Linked DNA regions of Anser cygnoides: region 2 is linked to region 1. Evidence: chromatin contacts called from public Hi-C data. All regions are on one chromosome and are shown on one strand. Each heading gives the region's core, a stretch centred on a gene start, on an enhancer-like site or on the middle of the called end of the contact. The rest is flanking DNA. Distances are from core to core; before and after follow the strand shown.

Region 1 (3,133 bases), core at 47-2,546:
CACTCCCACACTGTAAACAGCCACCCTTGTCTTACACACGTTATACAAAGTCGGCGAAGATCACATGCATCTTGGTAAGGCCTCACGCTTTCTCAGGAGGCCCTGCTTGAGTGGCCTGTGAAGGACTGTTGAAAAGACAGTGACAGAAAACAGGTATTTTCATTTCAATAGACATTTGCCCATAAGCAAAAGCACCAGAAAACAGGAATCTCACTGCTTTCCAGCTGATCATCACAGCTCTGCTGGTAGCATCACTCATGTCTCAGGTAGCAAAACAGACACTATGGACAGGGGTGGACTTCGAGCCCCCTGGTGAGGCTTTGGTGTCCATCCCGCCCGTGTCCGACTCCCGAGCACTAAACCAGGCCCCGATGGCAAGGATTCCCAGAAGCACGCCTGCTTTACACTTCCACACAGTGACCCAGCTGGGTTTGGAGGGGAGAAGACACCCCCTCAGCACAAAAGGGACATCTGTACGCCTGCTAAGCCCAGTATCTCACGGTCACTAGGAGCCCAGCCTGGCAAGAGCATCAGGGCTCCGTGGTGGGAAAGGAGGGAAGGGAGAAAACAAAACAAAAACCTCACCCCAAGCCAAACCCTCCGTGCCCAACACGCTGCCCTTTGCGCACCCTGACTGCTGCTTCCACACGCAGCCCAAGCCGTGGTGAGACACGGGGCAGTGACTCCTCTGAGCACCCGCCAGTCGCTGCAATCCCAGAGACACAGGGAACACACGGGTGAGGAAAGTATCCAGGCAAGAATTAAAGGAACTGGGGGAAACAGCCACGCTTTCACCAATTAAATCTTCTCCCCAAGCTGCAGTTTGGTTTTTGGGCAAAGATGAAAGCTGCTGTCAGTGCCAGCCAACTTGAAATCCCTCTGGTTTGCTCCCTGTCCCTCTCAGCCCTGTGACTGCAGAAAGGAGGCAGCCGAGTTAGACTCAGGTTAACAGAGATAAGGGAAACACCACCCCCAGCGCACTGCGGGTGTTGACACATCCCATTCTTTTGCAATACACGTGTGCCAGCAACATGTTTTCCACTAAGGCAGCCTGTTAACGCGACTGTGTGCGCACGAAAGCCAGCAACACCAGCAGCTCGAGCGAGCACTAAATGAGACCCTTGACCACGACCAGAGGCTCTGGGGTCAGGATTTGGGTACTGTGAGGTAGCAACTCAGCGGAAAATCCAAGTTCCCCTCTCCGAAGCAATTTTTAGCCCTATAATCCCAGTCTTCTGCTCTTTCCTAAAGCAATGTTTAGCAGCCTAATTCTGATCTTACTTACTCAATTAGCCGTAAGCCACTGAGCCCAGCCTGTTCCAGATAGTAGCTGCACGGTTCAACATCCTTCCCAACACGAAGGACAACAGCCAGAAATGACAACTTGTTAGCACTCCGTGCCTAAGACACCTTTGTGCCTAACGAGAGGAAGAAATACACACAAAGAACCTGCAGCAGAGCCCAAAACTGGATGGAGCCCACTCCAGCACCTTGGCCACACGAGCCCTGGAAGCCCCACTGCACGGAGTGCGTCACAGAGCTGCTGGCCTTGCTGAAACCCCAGTAATAAATAGGGTGGGAGCCTGAGCCACGGGGACACCCCACTCACAGGGCCATGCTGGGGAGGGCGGCTCAGGGATGGCGCTTAGAGAAGCTTGCCTTCAGACTTGGCACCTCAGCGTGCAGAGATGCGACAGCGACACTGGGAACAACTGCAGTTATACAGAGCTTATGACTAACGTCTGAGCAAAAAGTCTGAGCTGGGAGTTGCTTAGGGAAAACAAAGTCCCAAATATGCCAGGAAACAGACTGTCTTGGCATCTGAGGAGGGACTTGGGCTCCAGCTGCTTCTCTGTCGTCGTTACCCAGCCAAGCAGGACAGGGGGACATGGGAGAACTGGGGACAAAATAAGAGTTATTGATAATTAGCAATTGGATTTTTTGAATTTTTTTTTGTTGTTTGTTTGTTTGTTTTAAATGTGTGCATATAAACAGATTGTGCAAAAGCAGCTTCTCAGGTATTTCAGTTTGAGGGCACCTCTGATCTTGTTGGACTTGTTGGCTCGCTTGCACCGAAACCGAGTACAGAGGAGCTCCGTGGGACGAGGAAGGCACAGGGCGATCTGCAGCGCCACCGGCTTTCCTGGAAATAAGGCCAGCTGAGGGTTCAGCCAGAGGAGTCAGGTTTACGCAGCTAGATCCATGACAGATGGCAAGCCCTCCTGGAAATAAGTTCGGGAGGAGAAAGGAGAGGTGAGAGAGCGAACAGAATTTGAGCTGGTTTTTCCTGGAATAGCTTTTCTGGTAGTGATGGGACTTAAAGGAGTCTGCCAGAGGGAGCAGCTGAATGAGAGAGGTGGTAGAGAGAAAAATCCTGCAGGAGTCAGCCACAAACTGTCTGCCCCTGCCGGGGTAATCCTGTGCCAACTCCAGTCCACAGAAAAGTTTGTTTTTTGATGGATCTGATGATTCAGAGCACAGGGTCACGGGGAAAACCACAACGTTTATTTTCCTCTCTTGGGGTACATCACAAGGAGTACTGCCAACCTCCCACAGCTGGTATCAGCTCTTTTCCCCCACCAAATGCTTCTCCCCATACAGACTTAACTAAACCATTATCCCTCTAAACAAACACAACCTGTATCAATGAGAAATATTTCACGTGGCACGGGGGAGGCCACCTGGGCCACCTCTGGCCTGGGATCCCTCTGCAGCAGCCACAAGGGGCAGTGGATGGCTGCCCAGGGGAAGAGCCCTGTATGCAGCTGCAGGATCCCAGTTCATTTTTAAGCTACGCCAAGCCAGCTTTACATGAGTGTATCGTCCTGGTGAGACTGGTTTCCTTAAAGAATTAGCTCTTGCGCCCATCGGTCGTGCCCAACACACCTGCTGGGGCAGGACAGGCAGCCCCGGGCCTCTCCTGACCTCTGTGTTTCGCACCAAGGGCACCTCAGCGCTCGCCTGTTGCCCACCCTGGTAACCATCCCGCAGCCAGCAGGACGGCTGACCCATGAAGTATTTCAAGTGGAAAAAAAGAGCTTAAGACAGGCACAAAAATAGGAGCAGCGCAGGCCGAAGAGGGAGGGGGCACGCTGCGCATTCCAGCCGGCAGCTCCCGTGACTGCGGCTCCCG
Region 2 (3,125 bases), core at 234-2,733, 92 kb after region 1:
CACAAGCAAGAAGTGTAAGGAGAAAGAGGCCCAGAGCAGGTGCTTGGGCCCCAAGATGTCAGCACTTGAGGCCTCTCTGCCTCTGGGGGCTTTTTGGTTTTAAACGCTCCCCGCAGAGCTCGGCCAGGCTCAGGGAGAAGCGAGTGCTCAGCCTTAATGCCGCCTGCCCCAAGCCGCTGCCATTCCCCATTTTCCCCACTCGTTTAACGCGTGGCCTCCCCAATCCCGGAGGTGCAGGGGGGGCTGTTTTCCGTGACGGGCCCCCGGCACTTACTGGAAACCAGCTGCAGCCCGGCCGGGTGCCGCTTCCCCTTTCCAGCTCAGGGAATGTGCCCCCAGCCTCTGTCCCCCTCCCAGGGGCTTGCGGGGCCGCAGCACCTGCAGGTGGGCACCCTCATGGGGTGCCATCAGGAATGTCCCCGTGGGGACGTACAGCATCAGGCCTGATTTATTTGTTTCCCTCTTTTTTTGTGTGTTAAACCCTGGCATTTCCATCAAGCGAGGTGGCAGCGGTGGCAGGAGGCTTTGTGGTGGTGCGGCCGCACTGTCCTCGGGCTGCGTGGGGAGCCTTCGCCCCGGGAGCTCCTTAGCGTGCAAACCGAGGCAGCCTGAAAGAAGAAGCCTCGCAATAAGTATCGAGCAAACAAACACAGAAAAGGAGGCACGGGAGTTTCCAGCCCCAAGGTCAAGCCCTGCGTGCCGGTGCACCCGGAAAGCCCCGGTGGTGGCGGGCGCAGCCCATTCCCAGCCAGACCCGGGCGTTTTGGGGCGTCCGGGGGCCAGCCCCGTTCTGCCCTCGGTGCTGCGTTACTCCATTTTGGGGTGCTGCCCTCCCTTGCCTCGGCTTTTTGGGGCTGGAGCAGCCCGTGGGGAGCGAGAGGGGCCGGCAGCCGTGCTGGATGCAGAAACCACAGCCGCGGCACCGAAACCGGGGCCGGGAGTCGCCGAGGCCGGCACGGGGCACCCCACGGCCCCCCCACCCAGCACAGCGGGGCCTGATCCTGCCCGGACCCCCTCCCCCCCCCCCAGCCCTCATCGCCTCCGGGCCTGCAGCCCCCAGGGGTCCAGCTTTTACAAGTGCAGCTTTCAGCCTGGATTTGCTTTGTTGTTGTTGTTGTTGTTGTTGTTTGAGGGGCGGGGGTTGCAAACATTGCAGCGGCACTGGGCAGTGCAATAATTACCTCTGAGGGCACAAATTGCTTTTGGGTGGGCACAACGGGGCTGGGGGCTGCTCCTGCTCACCCCCCCCGCCATCATCCCAGTGGTGTTTGGGGGGGGGGGGGGGGGGGGGGGGGGCCATGCACCTCCATCCTGAGCCAAGCCCCCTGCACAGCGGGGACGGGGAGGGGAAGGGGGGGATCCTGTAAAAGGGGGACCCATGGGTTGCAGCTCGGTGCCATGACCCCCCCCAGCCAACCGCCCGTTCCTCCCCCACCCTGGGCCACCCAAGCGGCCGGTTTCAGTTTCGGGAGCCCCACGTGATTTCCAGGAAAGCCGCTCCCGCTGCCGCTCCTATAAGAGCCAGCACCCGCGGGAGGGAACCCCGATACCAAGGGGTGAGGGGGAAAGGCACCGGGACCACCCCCCCCAGCCAGCCGCTGGGGGCTTTGGCAGCGGTGCGAGGGCAGCAGGGACACCATGGCAGCAGCGGAGAGCAAAGGGTAAGCAGCAGCCTCCACTCACCAGGCAGGGGGCCCAGCACCAGGCCGGGGGTCTGCGAGCCCCGAGTCCCCCGCGGTGACGGCCCCGTGTCCCCGCAGGGATGCCCAGAAGCTGCGCTTTGGGCCGTGGCTGGTGAACGCCATCAACAGCGGCTTGTACCAGGGGCTCTGCTGGACCGACCCGGCCCGCAGGGTCTTCCGCATCCCCTGGAAGCACAACGCCAGGAAGGACGTCACCAGCAGCGACATCGAGATCTTCAAGGTGGGTGGGATGGAGGGCAGAGGTGGCCACCCCACCTGGGCCATTGAGGTTGGATGGGAAGGGGGTGCAGACAGCACAGACCCCAGAGCCTTCAAGGCAGGTGAGATGGAGGCCACCAGCAGCGCCCCCCCCCACCCCCAAGGCCTTCAAGGTGGGTGGGAATGGGTGCAACTGGCCCTAGGTGGCCCTGCTTGAGCAGGGTTGGACCAGAGGGCTTCCAGAGGCCCCTTCCCACCTCACCCCTTCTGTAGGCAGGGGGGGACCAGCGGTGACCTCAAGTTCCTCAAGGTGGGGGGGACGGGCTGACCACAAGGCAGGGGGGACAGGTGTAGGCCCGCAGTGACCGTGAGGTCTCCACGGTGGGTGAGGTGGGCGGACTTGGGGAGGGGGGCCCCGGGCATCCCCCAAACTGGGTGTCCCCAGAGCTGGGGTCCCTGCGCTCACCCCCCCCGCGCCCCCCAGGCCTGGGCGCAGGCCAGCGGGAGGTACGAGGGGAGCCCCGAGGACCCGGCCAAGTGGAAGACCAATTTCCGCTGCGCCCTGAGGAGCACCCACATGTTCACGCCGCTGGAGGACCACTCCAAGAACAGCGATGACCCTCACAAGGTCTTCGCCGTCTCCTCAGGTGAGCCCAGGCCTGCAAGGAGCAACTGGGGAATGGGGGGGCTGAGCTCGGGGACCCCCCCCTCACCCCGTTCTCCTTCCAGCTGCCCCCCAGCATGGCCAGGACGGAGGTTTTGGGGGCCCCATGGCGGACGCCCCGCCGCCGCAGCAGCCACAGGTAACGGGGTCAGCATGGCAGGAGGGGAGGGAGCCAGGGCCTGCAGCCCCCGTCCCCCAAATCCTTGGGGTGCTCCAGAACTGGAGCCCAGCACCCGCCCCGGCCCCCCAGGCCCTGTCAGTAAAGCCCCCTCCTGCTTCCCTTTGCAGCTGGAGCTCAACCACCACGATGTGGCCCCGCAAATCGCCCCCCGAGGTAGGCACCGGTCCCCCAGCTTGTGTGGGGGGGCTCTGGGTGGGTTTGCCCCAGGGCCGAGCCACCGTGGGGTCCCCCTGGCTGGCAGGGGCTGTAATTTGGGTTCGCCGATGGCTGGTAAAAGCTCCCCCCGCTGTGCCCCCCCAGGCAGCGCCACTGCTACCACGACGCAGTCGCTGACGCTGGAGGACCTGGACACGCTGCAGTGGGTGCTGCAGCACTGCAA

The links. A called contact is a pair of places that touch in the nucleus more often than the background predicts.
Region 2: a contact with region 1 is called in a Hi-C map of liver, with 2.6 times the contacts expected there. The contact joins the promoter of IRF7 here to the enhancer-like site in region 1. A contact is called at or near these places in 2 of 7 Hi-C or Micro-C datasets (both in liver).

The regions. Positions count from the first base shown.
Region 1 is chr5:20,441,940-20,445,072 of Taihu_goose_T2T_genome, forward strand. All of the region lies in intron 1 of PNPLA2 (patatin like phospholipase domain containing 2), which reads right to left. Among named protein-coding and RNA genes, the nearest start is that of PNPLA2, 10 kb to the right of the region's middle. Within about 2 kb of position 1,297, at least 2 of the 3 cell types and tissues checked have open chromatin away from gene starts, as enhancers often do. A contact at or near this core is called in liver, where this site is marked.
Region 2 is chr5:20,533,281-20,536,405 of Taihu_goose_T2T_genome, forward strand. It overlaps IRF7 (interferon regulatory factor 7), which reads left to right and starts at 1,484. Exons shown (of 11, transcript XM_048058585.2): 1 at 1,484-1,661; 2 at 1,761-1,923; 3 at 2,386-2,548; 4 at 2,631-2,704; 5 at 2,854-2,899; 6 at 3,047-3,125. The coding sequence starts at 1,639. It overlaps LOC125182167 (a long non-coding RNA gene), which reads right to left and starts at 1,892. Exons shown (of 4, transcript XR_007161318.2): 1 at 1,684-1,892; 2 at 275-608.